2 separate regions of the Mus musculus genome follow, and region 1 is linked to region 2. The links are chromatin contacts, called in public promoter capture Hi-C maps. All regions are on one chromosome and are shown on one strand. The core of a region is the stretch at or near the end of the contact, and the rest is flanking DNA. Distances in the headings are between cores, read along the strand shown.

Region 1 (3,865 bases), core at 413-2,912, 2.3 Mb after region 2:
TTTTTTTTTGGTGTTGCTTGTTTTTTGAGAAGGGCCTTAAGTAGCCCCACCTGGCCTAGAACTCCCTGTGCAGCTGAAGGTGACTTTAAATTTCTGCTTCCAACTCCCACATTCTGTAGTTGCAGGTATTTCTCACCTTCCCCAGCTCAAATTACATCCTTTGAGCAATGTAACTGGGGAAGCTCAATGGGGGTAGGGTGGGATGTAGCTTACTTAGAAGTGTTTACCTAACAAGCACAAAACTAAGTTCAGTGGTGAACTGGGAGATCAAATTCAAGGCCATCCTTGACTATAGAGAGTCCAAAGCCAGCCTGACTGCACGGGACCCTGTCTCAAAAGAAAAATATATGGAATCACAAATATGGCCATAGTGAAGATACTTAAGAAGCCCATAACCATGTCTTGTGATATAATGGTTATTCATCTAAATAGTGAATAAAGTAACTACCTTCCCTTCACTCTGGTCCCTCCTGGAATTATTTTTGTGATGTAAGACTTGTAAAGATTAAGTACACTAGTAGAGTTATCACACATGAAACACTGTCATGTACATAAACACTAAATGTTGCCTAGTACTTTTACAGTGATTTGAATGGCTCCCATGGGCTCATATGATTGAATGCTTGATCCCCAACTGTTTGGGAGGGATTTTAGAGAAGGTGTGGCCTTGTTGGAACAGGTGTGTAGATGGGAGTGGGTTTTGAGTTCTTAAAAACCCACACCAGGCAAAGTCTCTCTCTCTCTCTCTCTCTCTCTCTCTCTCTCTCTCTCTCTCTCTCTCTCTCTCTTCCTCCCTCCCTCCCTCCCTCCCTCCCTCCCTCTCCCTCTTCCTTTCTCCATCCCACCTCCCCCCACCCCCTTCTCTCTGCTTGCTATCTGTGGATCATAGCTCTCAACTACTCCTGTTTCAGCCCGGGCTATTAAAAAAAAAAGTCCCTATTTCAAAAATTAATTAAATTAATTAATCAGAGTCTGGAGCAGGAATGGTGGCACATGCCTTTAATTTCAGCATTCGAGAGGCAGAGACAGAGGCAGATCGATCTGAATTCGAGGCCAGACTGGTCTACAGAGCGGGTTCGAGGACAGCTAGGGCTACACAGAGAAACCCAGTCTCGAAAAAGAAAAAAAGAAAGACAAAATCAGAGCCTGAAGTCCTGTGAAGGAAAAGAGGGATCCAGGATCCATGGTACTGTACCACACAGTTAGAGAAGAGCCAACGCCTGGTCCAGATGGCCTTCCCTAGTCTCTCTGTCTCCTAAAAAAAAAAAAAAAAAAAAAAAAAAAAAAAAAAAAAGTGCACAGCACTATGCTCAGTAGCTCAGACAGGTGTGTAGCACACGCTGTAGGAACTACACTACCCAGCATGCAACTGAAAAAGAGCGGGGCCTTTCGGTAGGGACTAGCGCCCCCACAGAAAGTTTCATTGACTCCTTTCTCATTTCAGCCACCTCCCAACTCTTCAGGCTTCGCCCCCACCGAGAGAGGGCGTGACCTCGAGGAGGCCCACGAGACGCTTCCTCCTTTCCTTCTCATTGGTCCGGCTCAGCTGTCATTCGGGAGCGAGGAGAAGTTTGCTTCCTGATTGGTGAATTCCGTTTGGCGCCAACTAGGAAAGGGGCGGGGCGGCGGCTATCCTGAGTGTGCAGCAATTAACGCTAAGGCCACTTTGGTGGTGAGGGAAGTGAAGGTTCCTTCTCTGCGAGCCGGCTACGGAGCAAGGAGGGAGAAAAAAAGTGAGGCGAGTTAGTCGGAGCGGTGGTCTCAAGACTCTTCCTCCACGGAGTTTGTTTGGATTTAATCTTGAGGTTGCAGGCGCCCGCCCGCCTGCGGGCCTCGCGGGACAGAGAGGGAAGCACCGGTGCTTGTGCCTGGCGCCTGCCGAGTCCCCTACGCTCGCCGGTCCGCGCCGCTGCCCGTGGCGGCCGCGTCTCTGAACCGCGGGGTCGTGTTTGTGTTTGACCCGCGGGCGCTGGTGGCGTGGCACGCGGCTGAAGCCGGTGCCAGCGGGGCGGGGCCCGGCGCAGCGGAGGCGGAGGAAGACGGAGCGGGAGTCCGGGCAGGCCCGGCGGCGCCATGGAACTGGGCCCGGAGCCCCCCCACCGCCGCCGCCTGTTCTTCGCTTGCAGCCCCACGCCTGCGCCGCAGCCCACGGGGAAGATGCTGTTTGGCGCGTCAGCTGCTGGCGGACTGTCCCCTGTCACCAACCTGACGGTCACCATGGACCAGCTGGAAGGACTGGGCAGGTGAGAGACCAGCGAGCGATGCCCCAGGCCGCTGGCCTCTGGTCGGCCCTCGGGATGATCCAGCAGGAAACAGAGTCTGTCCACTTGGTTCTGATGCTCCGACCCGGAATGGCCTGGCTAGGGCCCGCCATGTGCACCCTCCCTCCCGGGCGGAATGTTGGGCGGGAGAGGCCGTTCGGATAGTCCAGGGCTATCCTCAGCCAAGAGCCAGACCGCGGAGATCGAGGAAGCCTGCTGGGCATCCTGTCTTGTTCACCCCTTTCAGATTTCTCTCTACGCTGTCTCTATTCCAGAAAAGTCTTTGGAATCTACCCTTATGGGGGTTGGGAGGGAGGGTGAGAATGGGTCCTCCTAGGCCCTCTTTGCTGAACCACCCGCGCCGGATCTTAGTTTCCTGTAAGCTTTGTTCCTTCTCAACAAAGGGACGTGGCATTTTCTTTTCTTGCATTTGTGTAAAATCTATGCAGCCACCTGGCCGGCACGTTTCTTGTATCTACCCATCTACTACCTTTTTTAAGCTATCACTTTTTACCTAACTTTTCCATATTGGAAATCTTCGAGGACTTTGTAGTCCTACACCACTATCACTAACAAAAATGCTTAACACTATTTTTAGTGAAGTTGCTTTTCCTTCGATGTTGGGTATTTCGCCTCCTAAACTTGTCTTACAACTTTTGCAAACCCTGAAAAGCTGGGACTCCTGGCCTAGTCACCTTTGCCCTTACTCCTGGCTCACTCAGAACCTCAGACTGAGGCTCTCCTTTAAGGAAACCCAGCCCTTGCCACAGGCCTGTCTGACAATGTGGCCCAAGGCCAAACCACTCACTCCTTTCTTTGTTTAAATGCCAACTGGGGTATTCTGGGTGGCCAAGTGGGGTGTCCTTGGCTTGGTCTCTCAAAGATGGTTTGTGGCAGCCTGGCTACTTCGTGGCCTGTATGTCACCTTTTTTTTAATCATGTGCTAGAAATTGCTCATGTGGAGGTGCCTCTCTTGGTTTCAGTGACTGTGAGAAAATGGAAGTGAGAAATAACAGCAGTCTACAGAGAATGGGCTCCTCAGAATCGACCGATTCAGGTATTGCCATTACTGTTCATGTGTGTCTATGTATGTGCTCGTGTGTGTTTAGATCAGAAGGCATCAGAGCCGCTGGAGCTGGAGTTACAGGCCATTGTGAGCTGCCTGATATGGCTGCTGGGAACTGAATTTGTCCCCTCTACAGGAGCACCAAGTGCTACTAACCACTAAGCCACTTATTTTTAAGAATTTAATTAAATCAATTTATTTATTTTGAGACAGGGTCTCACCATGTAGATCACATTGGCCTCTTGCCTCTTGAGTGCTGTGGTTAAAGGCATGGGCCACCATCCATCCCCCTGACCACTCCAGGTGTCCGTTCAGCCTTCACATTCATCTGGAGTCAGCCATTCGGGAAGCATCTTGCCTAGGAATTTAATTGGCAACAGTACACATAGAAATTGTGGTGTGGTGTGGTGTGGTGTGAAGTGACAAACACCCTTTAGTAGAGTACAGAGGAAGCTCCTGAGACAGTTTATGAAGAGAAGAAGCGCCAAATCTTTATTCCAGTTCTTTTTTCTTTTTTTTTTTTTTAATGTGTGCTTTT
Region 2 (3,633 bases), core at 356-2,855:
TCCTCCTCTGCTGACCGGGATGAGCCCAGAGAACAGGGAAAGAGCCAGCCGTCTACCTGTGGATATAGTGGGGCGGGGCTTTGCATCCCTCTGCCCGTATGTACTGGGTCATACTCTGCGTAGCTGCTCAAGTCACAGGGTCGCAGCTGTGAGAATCTTAGAGACTCTACAGACAAAACAAGGTTATATTTTCACGGGTAAGAGACCTTACCTATGGAGAAAGATTGTTTTGAGTCATGAATGGGTCTCAGGATAGCCCTATCAGAGCCAAGGGTAGCTGCTCAGAATAATACAAGCAATTAAGGTAGAGTCTGGGGTTCCCTCTTACCGTGCCTTCTGACTTCCAAACAAACACCCTGGGGTCAGAGAGGGCTGGCCAGTACAACAACTACAGTGGCTCAGTCAGTGCCTCCTCTAAGGGAAAGGTTGCTGGACCAGACCCTCTTCTTGTTTGCCAAAGCCAGAGTCTCCCTCAGATATTTTTGATGGAAGTGTATGAATGTATGTAATGTTTTGTGGCCTCAACTGAATGTGGGGAAGGGATGGGGGTGTGACAGTCATCATCAGGGCCTGATGCCTGAGAGAATTGGCTGAATAAAGATGTAAGAATTTTTCTGGTTTTGGACTCTATAGATGTGGGCCCCCAGTCGGGGTAACACCTAATGAAAGACTGCCAACAAAGATTGACACATCCAGAGTGCACCCTCTCCAAGGTCGCAGTGGGACCAATATGTTCAGGAAATGTATGCCTGTGGATTCAGGTGTCTTTCAACCCTCCAGGGCTCAGGTCATGAAGAGACAAGAATAAGCTACAGTTACTACACAGGAAACTTTTTTCTCCAGGCCAACTCAGAGAAACCATAGCAGTAACCCCTTCTCCAAAAAACTACTCGTGGGTCCCACACTTCACATGCTACCAGGGGAAAGCTGGTAATAATTATTTTCCTGAAGAATGTTCTCTGGTGAACTTACAACACTTAGTTTAGGTTCCTTCAGACCTCAAATATACTCTTAAGAAATTGATCAAAAAAGTTTTAAAAAGAAGTTTGGCTCCCTGTGCGGTTGGTCACTCCTTTAATCCCAGTATTCGGGAGACAGGCATTTGAGCGTCAGCCATTTATACATGGCAAGTGCCAGGCCAGCTAAGGCTACATAGTGAGACCCTGTCTCCAAAAGAAAAAAGAAAACAAAAACATTAAGCAAGATCCGTAGTTTCTTTACAGGCAAATGTGACAACTGCAAAGACACAGTTGTGAAAACAGCCAACCTTAGCCTCAGACAGGCCTAAGGTCCCTTAGGGGTGGAGGGGTGACCTAATTGACTATTGCTACTGGGCCGGAGTTTTGGGCGTGTCAGGGACGTAGAGACAACTATACCGGGTCCGACCTTAAAGTCAACAACAACACATTACCTCCGCCTTTCTGGAAGGGAGCTGTCCCAGCTGACCCTTGGGACCCATAGGCTTCTGGGACCTGGAGGCAGCGCATCCTGTGGTGGTCAGCCTCTGAGAGTGGCCATTGGTTCTACACCACAGACTGACGAGACCTTTAGCCACTCAGAGGAGGCACCGTGCAGGACGCGCGGAAGCGGAAGTGAGGTTTCCGTGGAGACAGCAGAGCCTGCGGAAGGCGGCGGCGGCGGCACCTGCGAGTGGAAGCTGGGGCAGGGCATGGTCGCGCCCGCCGCGCTGTGAGAGCGGAGCGGCCGCTGGGTCCGCCATGCGCCCGCGGCGCTGACATGGGCGCCAGCGGCTCCAAAGCTCGGGGCCTCTGGCCCTTTGCCTCCACTCCGGGGGGCGGCGGCCCAGAGGCGGCAGGCTCCGAGCAGTCTCTGGTGCGGTCTCGAGCCCGAGCAGTGCCTCCCTTCGTATTCACGCGCCGCGGGTAAGGGCATGGGTATCTGCCTTTGGGAGGACATCCGGGAATGAGAAACGCCCCCCTACATTTGAATCAGACGACTGTCATATTTTGGGTCCCAGTCAAAGCAAGGAGAAGGGAAAACCAAGCGGCGTTCAGCTCTTGACCGCCCAGATGGTCTTTTTAGAGAATTGCCTGAGGTTCGTCTCTTAGGGAGCAGCTCCATAATTCAGCTAAGACGGCCTCTAAGAGTCTTAAAACCTCCCTTTCATCCAACTCAGCCTGCAAATTAAAGGCATTTATGTCCCTTCTGTTCTTCTAAGCCTTAGAAGAAATCTAAGGGAAGATGACCTTCTGTTTAGGTGTCTTGCCTTCCTCACTGTGAAGTTGGACCTCCGAGAATAGTGTCTGGAAAAGCAGAGAAAGGCGTCAGTGTTGAAGGTGGGGCCACAACAAAAAAAGTGCCCTCAGCCAGTTGGGTTCTCTAGATCTGGAACACTAACCTAACCTTCTTTTTTCCCAGGTGCTCACACAAAATGGCCTGGACCTAGTGAGCTCCTAGGGACTGGCATTCCCTGTGATGGAAATTTGACCGTAAATACCAGAAAGACCCAACAGTGTCGATTAGACAGTGCCAGCCACTGGGGAATGACTTGGAGTGCAGCCTTCTGGGCTCAGACATCCACCATCTTGGTCTTTGGCCCTGGACCAGCAGTGTCTTTAGAAGTGAGACCAGTATGCCCAGGCCACTACCCCACCCACTCCATAAATAAGCCCTAGGTGAAGGGCCTGCTACTAGAATCATGACCTTTGTGAAACAGACCAGTGGTGAGGACTAACTTTAGTTGCCTAGAGAGGGTGCTCTGATGTGACATCCTGTTGGTATGACAGGGCAACAGTGGCCTTGTCACACTGCCTGCTTCCCTCCGGGCACCAAGCAAAGAGTTCTTCCACGGAGAACGCACGTTGTGCGTCTTCTCTTGGGGTTCAGCGTACTTCCCTGTGGTCTGTGGCCCTTGCCAAGGCCAGGGATGAGGCTCCAATCCAGCCTGTTCCCCTTCTCTCCACAGCTCCATGTTCTACGATGAAGATGGAGATCTGGCTCACGAATTCTATGAGGAGACAATCGTCACCAAGAATGGGCAGAAGCGAGCCAAGCTGAGGCGGGTACATAAGAATCTGATTCCTCAGGTGAGGGTCCGAGCAGTGATCATAAAGCCTACATCAGTATGTCAACGGAGATACAGATGGGGCTTTCTGGGGGAAGAGCTGGGAAGAACAGAGAGGCTCTTAGCATAGAGGCCCAGAGCTGATCTTCACTAGCCTCTGTTTCCATGGCAGGGCATCGTGAAGCTGGATCCTCCCCGAATCCACGTGGATTTCCCCGTGATCCTCTATGAAGTATGAACCTGTGTGTGGCATGGCAGACACGAGCACCCACTGCCCCAGCAAGAAACTCCCAGGATCAAGGTGTAGCTTCCATTCAGGAGTCCAGGCTGGTGCCACAACCTTGAATAAACTAAACTCCGTTGGCCCAGAACCTTCAGTTGTAAGAGGGGTTGTCCCTCAGTGTTAACTGGTATTGGCGGATGTCTGAACAATAAGAGGTTGGTGGCTGGTGAGGGCTAAGGACAGAATTACCAGCCCGTCTCCCCCAGCCGCTTGTGGGAGAAGCATGACAGGAGACACGTGCCGGTCAGGAATGCCTGGTTCCTGGTTACCTGCCTGACCTGCTTTCTTCCAAGCTTGCCTAGGGCCCAGCCCTCCTAGAAGCTAC

The links. Capture Hi-C pulls out chosen DNA fragments and counts their contacts.
Region 1: a promoter capture Hi-C map of adipose tissue shows a contact between it and region 2, with 3 times the contacts expected there. The contact joins the promoter of Cdc25a here to the promoter of Tusc2 in region 2. A contact is called at or near these places in 1 of 39 promoter capture datasets (pre-B cells), 1 of 115 datasets of contacts at active chromatin or transcription factors (astrocytes) and 1 of 9 other capture datasets (adipose tissue).

Annotation. Positions count from the first base shown.
Region 1 is chr9:109,873,917-109,877,781 of GRCm38.p6, forward strand. It overlaps Cdc25a (cell division cycle 25A), which reads left to right and starts at 1,663. Exons shown (of 15, transcript NM_007658.3): 1 at 1,663-2,243; 2 at 3,245-3,318. The coding sequence starts at 2,074.
Region 2 is chr9:107,561,650-107,565,282 of GRCm38.p6, forward strand. It overlaps Tusc2 (tumor suppressor 2, mitochondrial calcium regulator), which reads left to right and starts at 1,606. Exons shown (of 3, transcript NM_019742.4): 1 at 1,606-1,883; 2 at 2,927-3,047; 3 at 3,198-3,633. The coding sequence starts at 1,738. The coding sequence ends at 3,263. Rassf1 (Ras association (RalGDS/AF-6) domain family member 1) reads left to right here. Exons shown (of 6, transcript NM_001243748.1): 6 at 1-618. Gm9917 (predicted gene 9917) reads right to left here. Exons shown (of 2, transcript NR_166687.1): 2 at 1-2,264.